Linked DNA regions of Mus musculus: all the other regions are linked to region 1. Evidence: chromatin contacts called from public Hi-C data. All regions are on one chromosome and are shown on one strand. Each heading gives the region's core, a stretch centred on a gene start, on an enhancer-like site or on the middle of the called end of the contact. The rest is flanking DNA. Distances are from core to core; before and after follow the strand shown.

Region 1 (3,350 bases), core at 687-3,186:
ACTCTCCATATTGAACAACTGGGGTACTGGCGTTCCTTCTTTGCATTTCACACTTAATGTCTTCTCAACCACCCCTCCATTGACTTTCCCTAGGTGAGGCAGACAGGCTGGCTTGCCCTTATTATACCCAGCACAGAGTGGATGTGCAGTTCATTTGTTGAACCAGCAAACAGAGTATAGAAAGAATTCAGGGTTGCCCAACAGGCAACACTTATGATGTCGCCGACCTCTGTGTGATTCAAGTCCTACCGACTGAGTGTTAAAATACGGAGTCACCTCGAAGGAGGCAGTCATTTGTGCTAGGGTCATTTTAACGTATCCCGCTCTGACTGGCACTGGGATATCCATCCCTCCAACCCATTTTTCAAGGGAACTGGTCATCATGAGCACTCAAGAGCGACCCTCGAGTGCAACAAAACCAGGAAGTGTCAAATTCCAAAGCAAACAGATTGGCCTCATTGCCTAGCACGGGAAGGGTGTTTGCGGGGTTTGGCTAAAGATAGATCTGGGGGCCCGTTCCAGGAACTTCCTGGCATTTACTAGTTTTGCACCCCAAACTTTTCAGAGGTTTTTCCTTTGGAATTGTGGGTGCGAGACTGCTTTCCTAAACAATGCCACAGACTCTCAGAGCATCTGTATAGTATTTGAAAACCGAAAGAACATCCGGTTGAGATGTTTGGGTGGGTGTGGGACAGTGCCGCGTTGCGATGAAACGGCAAGGGGACACTTTAAAAATATGTCCATATCCTTTTCATAGAGTGGCAGAACAACTATGAAAAAAATACAAATGGCTAATTACGTTGGCTCAATTACAAATTTGATGGAAAAAAAAAACCCAAACCAAAACCTGCCTCCCCTCTTTTAGCACCAACGTAGGAGGAAAAAATAGGTTGCTGAAAAGCCCAAGCGATAAAGATCTCTGTGAGAGCCAAGGGACAAAACTCATTACAGATAAACCTAGCCCTTGCATTTCCCCCGGATGCCTCTCCCTGTAGTTTACTTAAGCCGTGTCTCCTAGGACGGCTGCGGGAAACCAGTCCTGCCCCGGGGTGCTGCTTTCCCCTGCCCCGGGTGAGAGGCGCACTTCATTTGCCCTCTGCCTAACCAGGCCAAGTTGCAGCCACCTTCTTCCCGAATCCGGGGGTTGGGAAAACTCCGCGACAGACCTTCGTAGTTTGGGGAAAAGTCCACGACAGACCTTCGTGGTTTGGGAAAAGCCGATGTGGGCCTGGAGCTGGATTTTGCTAGCCTGGGATGGACTCCCGTCCCTTTCCCTATCTCCCAGAGGTAGATTCGAACAATGGAAGCTCGGAAAGGGGGAAGGGGAAACAACAACAACAAAAAAACCTCAATGAAACCTGAGTGCAAAGGCCGCTGGGCTTTGTCTCTTAGCCCGGGAACGCAGCAGGAGAGGGACGCTGGAGGTGCACCCCGTCAAGACACCGTCCAGGTGGTGAGGCCTTACGGAAGTCCCCTCTCCATGAAAATGTAGCTGCTGGTCCTTTCCTCTCCCCCAGATTCCAACCAGACCACCCTTTCCCCCTCCCCCAAGTTCCGGATCCATGAACGAGGTCAGGGATCTCTCCGAATCCGTACTTCGTCTTTAAGAACTCGAAAATGGAGCAAAGCCATGCCGACCCTGGATGGCAGCTGGTCTCTTCCCTGTCTTCAGGGTTACCAGCTCCCCTAAACGCACACCCATAGCCCTAGGCACGCCTGGAGAGGAGAGTAGTGCAAGTCCTTGGAAGCCGGAGCCCAGCACGGCCGCTTTAAGAGACGCGCGCCCCCGCCGGCGGCAGCTCGGGGATGCGCGTCACCGCGCGCCCGTGCTTGCGCGCCCCCGCCGCCGCGCGCCCCCAGCTCGCTCGCTCGCCCGCTCGCCGGCTTTAAAGTCTCTGCCAGGATCCATGCTCACATGTTACTTCCTGTATGGAGGCATGGCCAGTTTCCAGCCCCGCGCTCTCGGTTCCTCCCCAGCCTGCGCCGGAGCCACAACTTTCAGGAGCATGGACTGAAGGCGCCCTCGCCCCGGCGCCCCTCTGAGATCCTTTGTGTTTCCCTGCGCTCCACTGGCCGTTTGTGTTTTGGGGGGCTCTGCGCTCCGCCCCGCCGCTTCCCTCCCTTTCCAGGCTCGCAGACATGCCTCCTTCCTTGCCGGGGCCCTGGAAGGAGCTGCCCGCCTGAAGCCCGGAGCCGCCGCGCCGCGCACAGCCCCGCCGTCGCCCGCTGGTTCTCGGGCTGCGCTGCGCTGCCGACTCAACTTGGGGCTCTTCCGCTGCTAGCCACCGCCACCCGCGGTCCCTGCCTGCTCCGGGCCCCGGGCTCTGCCGCCGTGCGTCTTCTCCTCGCCCTGCCTGTCGGCTGGATCGTGTCTGAGCGGAAAGCAGCCCTTCTCCTCCGAGAGGATCGTCCCTAGCTTGGCTTTGCATTCCCGGTCACTTTTTGAGGTTTTCTCGGGAGCGCTTGGCAGCTTCCCGGATTCCAGCGGGACCGGTGGCCGAGTGTGGGGGGCCCCGTGTGGCGGGCGAGCCGTGAAAGCCTCCAGGCTTAGCGGAGCCTCGCTCGGAAGCAAGAACTTATTCAACAAGTTTACCCCCCCTGCCTTTCTCTTTTCGATGTGCGTTTTCGGACATGCGGAGGTTACTGGAACCGTGTTGGTGGATTTTGTTCCTGAAAATCACCAGTTCTGTGCTTCATTATGTGGTGTGCTTCCCGGGTGAGTGAGGGCCGCCGATGGGACGCGTCTCTGGCCGGCGCGCGGGGTATGCGGAGTTGTCGCCGGGGCGCGGAGCTTGGGCGCCAGTCTAGGGACCGCGGAGAGGGTGAAGGGGGGCCGGGCTACCGAGGAGGAAAGAGAGCTCTGCTTCATTGGCTCCGGCAGTGTTCTAGGAGGCTGATGGTCAGAGAGGGCAGAAGCAGTGGCGGGCTGGAAGGGAGGGTTGGGGACTCAGAGATGTGCTCTGACTGTGGCTTGGGAAGCTTGAAGCATCTGGAGTATGGGAGGGCGGGGGAAGGCGACTTGCTTTGCTGATCCGGAGCTGATCCGGAGGGCTATAGTTGCACGATAGGATGTCTGGGGAGATTGGCTGTGGGAAGGATGCTCTGTTGGTTTGAGTAATATGGGGTGCTCCCGTTGCTTCTGCGGGGATAGAAGGAGCTCATAATCGTGGCTCACTTTGCATCCCTCCGACCCTTTGTAGGGGGGAGGGCGGCGTTTGGGGATGGAAGGCGGAGGCTGGCTGCAGAGAAGTCAGGATGTGGGGAGCAGCCCGCGTTGTAGTCGCCGGGCCGCCTCCTTTCAGCCTTGCTCCCGGCTGAGGTGCGGGCTACGCCTCAGTGCAAGCGGGAGG
Region 2 (3,298 bases), core at 169-2,668, 3.1 Mb before region 1:
CTAAGAGCTTCCAGGGACACAGACTTTCTTTCCAAATTTGGGTTCAGCTGAGTCCTATTAGACTTTAATTTGTCTTTCAAAAGCCCCCCCCCCCCACTCTCTCTCTGCTTCTTCTCTTTCCTCTTTCCATTTCTTTAGTTGCTGAAGGATGAAAGGAAACCGAAAAGTCACCCTGGCAAGTGACTCACATCTTTACCTTGCCACGGAGAGATATTCAGGGTGAAAGTTCTGGAGGAAGTCAGTTTATCTCCTCAAAGCAGAAAAGCCCAATCAAGCATTGTCTGATTAATTAGAGACACTTGGGGAAAAAAAAAGTGCTATCAAGGCCCACAGCTGTAATCAATTTAATCAACATGCAAAGAGCCAATCTATGCTTTTCTTGATTAACAAAGCTGAATGTTAAACAGAGAAGAGTGACATTGTAGTGCCATTAGCTAAATCTGCAAACTGAGAATTTTCCCTAAATATTCAAAGTCAAGTAAGGGCAAAGCGAAAACTCTCCCATCCTGTCTCAAGCTATGAGCTCCATAGGCCTGGGTATTCCCGTGCTTAAAAAAAAAAAAAAAAAAAAAAAAAAAAAAAAAAGAGGTACGGATGAGACGTGAACACAGACTGCCCAGTGAGGACACACAGTGTCATAAGGTAGAATCTACCAGTGTGCAAGTATGAGTGGTGGCTTACTTGAAATTCCAGAAAGAGCTCCCAAGTGGAGCAGCTCCATGTAGCATCTTTACAAGCTTTTACGGCAAGGGCATGCTGAATGCATTCTAACTCAGCCTTAAGAGCAGGAAACTGCAGCCTTTTCTAACCCAAGAAAATTAACCGTCCTAAAATTAGAATACAAATACAAATTCATATAAGCCTTCCTTCGAGATTTTAGCAGCACTTAGAGAGTAGGCGGGGTTTAATTCAGTGCTGTAACTCAGCCCTGTGGGCTTCTGTAAAGCACAGGTGTGGGCTCCCTCACTAAGCTGTTGGGTTCTCGGAAATGGCATTTGCATAGTGGTTTCCATTTCCTTTGGAATGTTGGGCTATACCTCTAGTTTCAGTACTCAAATACAACAAGGGTATGTTGAAAAAAGGCTCTATCAGGTGAATAATTTGTCTCCCCCCCCCCAACCCCACAGTGTTGACTGGCTGCACACAAAAATAAAGAGCTGAGAAAGCTGACAGGATATTCCGCTGACGAGATTAATTTTTCCCCGCAGTTGCAGAGTGCGTTAATTGTAACATTTCAGTTAATGAGAAATATTGTGATAGGATGCCGATGTGCGCGACAAATGGACTTTTAAACAGATATGAAGGGGAAATGCTATTTTCAAAAAACACTTGAGATGAAATGATCCTGTGGCACTGGGCTGGGCCATTCCTGCAAGCCCATTAGGCTTCTGAGGGAGGGTAATAACTATTTCCACTGGCCAGGCTGGTGGAGGCACTGCGGTTACTCAGTGTTAGCATAGCAGCTATTCAGCCTTCACGCGGTTCTCAACTCTGCAGAAAGCAACATGCAGAACTGTGAAACAGCGACAGACACTGCAGGACCAGAGAGAGCATCTGCATCAACCAGAACTGCACCGTGAACTTTGCATGGAAAGGTGCACATGTAATAAATGCACAATTCAGGGACGGACTGCAATGCAAGTCAGGCAAGAGTCCCCTCTTGCTCCTTTTAGACATCATGCTCTTTTCCTCGTGGCCACCAGATGGCGACGCTACACCTCAAAACGCAAGTTTGATCCCTGTAGGAATGGAAACATCCCGTATGTGCTATCCAGAGTCTTTTCTAAATACTGTATTTGACAAATTCATCCATACTTTTGGGTGTAATTAGTATTCTGTCTTGTGAATATCGCACAGTTTATTTATCTCTTCTAGCATACAAAGCCAGTTCTCTCCAGCTTGAGGCCCTTATGCTGCTTGGGTCTGCAGATCAACTACAGTGTACAATGAGAAGGCGAAGCTTATTGACAGTGCAGGTGGAGCTCTGTCAGCAATGGGTGACACACCGAATAACTGGGAATAAAGGCTCGCAGAGCAACAGAGCAGGGAGGATGAGCCCCAGGGGTTCCATGGGAAAGTTAGGAAGGACTTCTGACGTTAATGGGGGTACCTGTGTATATATAGCTAAATTAGCAGGAAATTCCTCTGGGCACTGGTGACTAATGGCAACTGTTTCAGGTGCTGCTTTAGATAAAGAAAAAGCCAAGATCTTGTTTTGTAGCTCAACTGCTTTCACTTAAACATAATCGTCATAGCAGTTCTAAGGGGTGGAATGGACATTCAACCTCTAGATGTGACTTGGATGCGCACCTCTCTGTGCCTTTTATTGGATATGTATGAAGAAGTGTTATCTCTGGATAAAAAGCCATGATATGTTTAGCTCGTATGAAACAGTTTTCCAAAGCAGTTAGATGAACGTATATCCCCGGGCAGTACATCGTAATTGTCGTCAGTGCCCTCCAGCAGTGCATTCACACCCCCTTGGTGGGACATTTACACCCCTTTCCTGCAGGAGTTCATACCTTCTTGGCATATCTACATCCACTGTGGCATTTACATGCTATATTCACACCTACCCAGCAGTGTACTCACACCCATTGGCAGTGCACACACAACGTCCCAAGCAGGGTATTTATATATCCCTCGTCAGTCTTGGCCATTTTATTTTTCTTTTGGGTTGTCTCTATTTTCTTTCCTACTGATTTGTGTTTTGTTTATATATTGCGGGCTGTAACCCTTGTACTGCAAATATTCTATTTTGTGGTGTGTCTTTTACCTGAAGTAGTGTCCTTTAATAAGTTCCCAATCTCTTCCTACCCTGAGGCTATGAATCTAGTCCTCAGTGCTGTCCTTGTAAAGCATATAGTGTGGAGGGCGGGGCAGCCATCAACCAATCAGCAAATCATGTAACAGTGTAGAACTGTTGCTCAGAGGTTCATGCTGCAGGATGCTTGGTAGGTAGCACAGTGGCGCAAGGGTGTGAAGAAGCAAAGTGGACACAGTGAGATGGAAGCCACTGTGGGAGGAAAAGACACACACAGGCAGAGGGGAAGGGCCAGCGTGGCTTGCACACAAACCCCTACAAGGAAAACTCTATGAAATAAGGTTGTACCAGCAGACAGGGGCCTGGCCACTCAGTCTTGCAGCCTGTATCCTGTGAGTGAAAGGTTTTAAAAAGGAGGAGTAGGTTCCAGCATGTGTTTACAAAGGTCTCTCTAACTGCTTTGTGGGGAACAGGCTGTGGTTAAAGGCACCAGCGATGCATGGAGACTCCCCATTAATCTATAGCATCAGCCCA
Region 3 (3,244 bases), core at 647-3,146, 3.5 Mb before region 1:
GTTGCTGAAAATTGAACTCAGGACCTCTGGAAGAGCAGTCAGTGCTCTTAACTGCTGAGCCATTTCTCCAGCCCATGATTGTATAATCTTATACTGGGGATTAAGTGCTTGTCTTTACATGGTATACGTCTGTGTGAAGCTCTCATTGCTTTCTTAAGTATAGCCCTCTTAGAGATAGAATCGCAGTCTCAAGGTGAGATGTGGTCAAGCCTTTCATATGCATTATTAAATCCCAGCACAACCACTCAGCTTATTACATGGTAGGTTCTCAGTAAATCAGTAAATACTCACTGAGTGACTTAATGCCTTCCATAAGGGTTAGGCCACTTTATATTCCCACCAACGAAATATGAACATGGCCTTGCCTTGATGGATCCCCACCATGACCAGAGTAATAATGCAGACTTTGTGTTTCTGTTCCTCTGACAATTAAATACTCCCTGTCCTTAAACAAAGCAATGGAGGAAAGGAGTGGAACCGTCCTAAAGTGACACATGGTTTGGCTTTAGTGGATTACTGCTCTAAAGCACATAGGAATAAAAATGAGATGCAAGAAGAGGTCTCATTGATTTAGGGCTAAATTAAGAAGATCCCCAGGTCTCCTCTGAGCATTGGCCCCTGAAGGCACTCTGGTGTCACTTGGCTCCTTGGGGTTGCCCAGCAATCTCTAAGCCTGAACTCTGAAGAGAATAACCGTCAAGAGCAATCTAGACCTTTGCTATGATGTCATCGCAGTGGTGATGGATGCACAAAGAAGCTTGGTTTCTATGAATAAAATAATAGAAATTCAGTGGAAACAAGCAGAAATAAATCTCTGTTCTGTGAATTGTCAGGATGGAATGCATATTGTTTGAGATTTTAAATATGTGCAAAGTTCCTTCCTGTCCAATTGCATTCCTATTACACATTCTACATGGCATTTACTTAGTTTTGCCAATGGAAGAGTGAGGTCTCAGGGTGTGTGTGGTGTGTGTGTGTGTGTGAGAAAGAGAGAGAGAGACTTATTCAAGATCACACAGACCCTCAACAGGGTCCTAGTCATCTGATCTAAGTTTAATTTCATTATTATCCTGGAAGGCTGTGGTCTTGGGTTAAGGTGAGCAGGGTAGATTTGGTACTGACAAGTTGATCATCAAGTTTGATAGTTCTGAGTTTGAGGTTCTTGGAGCCTGTTCTAGGACCGACCAAATATTCTCACCGTCTAAGAGATCTGAGTGTTCTTTGGTTTCAAAGACTTTAAAGCTCAACTGTGAGCTAGGACCAAGCATACAAGCAGGGAAATCTTTGCATCAGTTATTTTATTTTATTTTTCCACCTCTGTCTTAAAGCTTATTGTTTAAAGATTAGGAACTAAACCCCGTGGGATCCAGTTATGAGAGTGTGGCACCTAGGTTCTCCTGAAGATCCAGGTTTAAAACATGAATCCAGATTTGGTTTACAAAGTTTGGTCTATAAACTCAGACTGAGAAGCCACCCTGAAGTTGTTTTTTGTTATATCCTGAGTCCTAAGGTCCTTGGGCAGGAAAGTGTGATTAGGAGCAGTAGGGTCTCAAATCTACCAGCCTGAGTTTCTGAACGGTTCATCTGAAAAGCTCAGTTCTGTTAGAGTCCAGAGAAGCAGTGCGAGATGTGGTGGTAATGGTTTAGTTTTGTGCTCCTCGCCCGAGGCCAGGAGCTCACAGTACTGAGTATACGCTGCGGGGGCGAGGAGGCGCCAAGAGAGCAAGGGACATAATGCCTCTGACTGCAACCATGGGACGACGATAGCAGTCACCTACCCTGCCGTGAAGAACGGCGCTAGGACCCAGCGAGGTCGGGCAGACTGGTGTTGACAGCCGGCAGGCAGAGACGACCGGCGCTAGGACCCGCGGGCGGCGGCGGCGCGCGGGGCGCGGGGCGGTGCGCGTTGACAGCAGCGGCGGCGGGACGCGGCGGGTGGCGGGGCTCGGCGCCTCCGGTTCCTGCCCCGGCTTCAGAGGCAGCGGCGGCGGCGGCCCGGGATGGCCTTCATGGAGAAGCCGCCGGCTGGCAAGGTGCTGCTGGACGACACGGTGCCGCTGACAGCGGCCGTCGAGGCGAGCCAGAGTCTGCAGTCGCACACGGTGCGCGGCTGGGGCGGGAGGCCGGGGCCGAGGGCGGGGGCCGGGCGAAGGCCGGACGGCGGCGCGGCGCGGCAGGGCGCGGGCACCGGAGCCGGGCAGGTGTGTGAGCCCGCTGCCTCCCTCCTGCCGGGCCGCGGCCGGGGCGGCGTGCCCGCGCATCCCAGACCCCCTGGAGTGGCTTAGGGGAGCCCTCGGTGCTCGTAGTACGCACAGGCGAGTTCATTTCTGCCACATGCAGTCTTTTATGGGGCTTTAAAGCCACGCTTGCTTTCATTTGCCGGTACTTCCCCCCCTTTTTCCTTTTGGAAAGGTGCTCTATGTCTTGTAATTTACAAGCAGTAAACCCTAGGAACCAGTAAAAACCGGGGAGCTTGTAGCCTCTAGGACTTGATCGAGGAAATGATGAATGGGGTGGGGGTGGGATTGGGATTCCTGAGATTGTAATGTTTTGTCAGGCCAGCAAATCAGATTCCAGCCCAGAGTCTTGTTTATCAAGCAGTGTTTGGGGGTTCATCATCTGGAGGCTAAAGCCCCACAAAAGCCTTCTGTGTCTCTGTCTCTTTGTCTCGCCGTCTCTTTTTCCATCTCGCTGTCTCTGTCTCTTGTTTCTGACGTTCCCTGTGTGTTTATCTCTGTTTCTGTGTGTGTATGTTCAAATTCTTCGCTAGTCAAAGAGATCTTTCATTCTGATGTATTAAAGCAGGACTTTTTAGAGCCCTGTTACCTCTCCGACAGCCTTGCTTTGTAGGTCAGGATTGTTGAAAGCATTTATTCTCACTTAGAGAAATGACTGTCTTTTTTTAAAAAATGCACTTTTTCTCCCAATGGTAGGTAACATCCTAAGTCCTATTGTAGAAACTTATGAAAGGCACCAAAAATCTATGAGTTTGTTGCGCTTGTAATTTGTTGCAAAGTGAGTATTTAAGGCCATGTTTATGGAAGGTAATAATAATTCTTTCAAATTATGTTTTTTGACTGGATTACTGGCAAGTAAGTCTTATAACCTCATAGGGTGTTTTAGGTCTATTTAATACTAAAGAGATGGATGCTCAGAGACCACTTCCTCTAGAAAGCCTTCCTTCCTGCGTAGCTATTACCCTAGGCAGTATGGACACCAGGATGGTTCTGTAATTTCCTCTCTT

What was found. A called contact is a pair of places that touch in the nucleus more often than the background predicts.
Region 2: a Hi-C map of cortical neurons shows a contact between it and region 1, with 4 times the contacts expected there. The contact joins the enhancer-like site here to the promoter of Ptprg in region 1. A contact is called at or near these places in 2 of 39 promoter capture datasets (hippocampal neurons and second pharyngeal arch cranial neural crest) and 4 of 484 Hi-C or Micro-C datasets (the N1E-115 cell line, cerebral cortex and cortical neurons).
Region 3: a contact with region 1 is called in a Hi-C map of muscle stem cells, with 4 times the contacts expected there. The contact joins the promoter of Pxk here to the promoter of Ptprg in region 1. A contact is called at or near these places in 2 of 39 promoter capture datasets (cranial neural crest and frontonasal cranial neural crest) and 1 of 484 Hi-C or Micro-C datasets (muscle stem cells).

What each region holds. Positions count from the first base shown.
Region 1 is chr14:11,551,617-11,554,966 of GRCm38.p6, forward strand. Ptprg (protein tyrosine phosphatase, receptor type, G) reads left to right here and starts at 1,937. Exons shown (of 30, transcript NM_008981.3): 1 at 1,937-2,716. The coding sequence starts at 2,632.
Region 2 is chr14:8,458,988-8,462,285 of GRCm38.p6, forward strand. The region is part of intron 14 of Cfap20dc (CFAP20 domain containing); the gene reads right to left. Among named protein-coding and RNA genes, the nearest start is that of Gm46492, 3.5 kb to the right of the region's middle. Within about 2 kb of position 1,419, at least 21 of the 459 cell types and tissues checked have an H3K27ac peak or open chromatin away from gene starts, as enhancers often do. A contact at or near this core is called in cortical neurons and hippocampal neurons, where this site is marked.
Region 3 is chr14:8,096,315-8,099,558 of GRCm38.p6, forward strand. It overlaps Pxk (PX domain containing serine/threonine kinase), which reads left to right and starts at 1,897. Exons shown (of 18, transcript NM_145458.4): 1 at 1,897-2,102. The coding sequence starts at 2,001.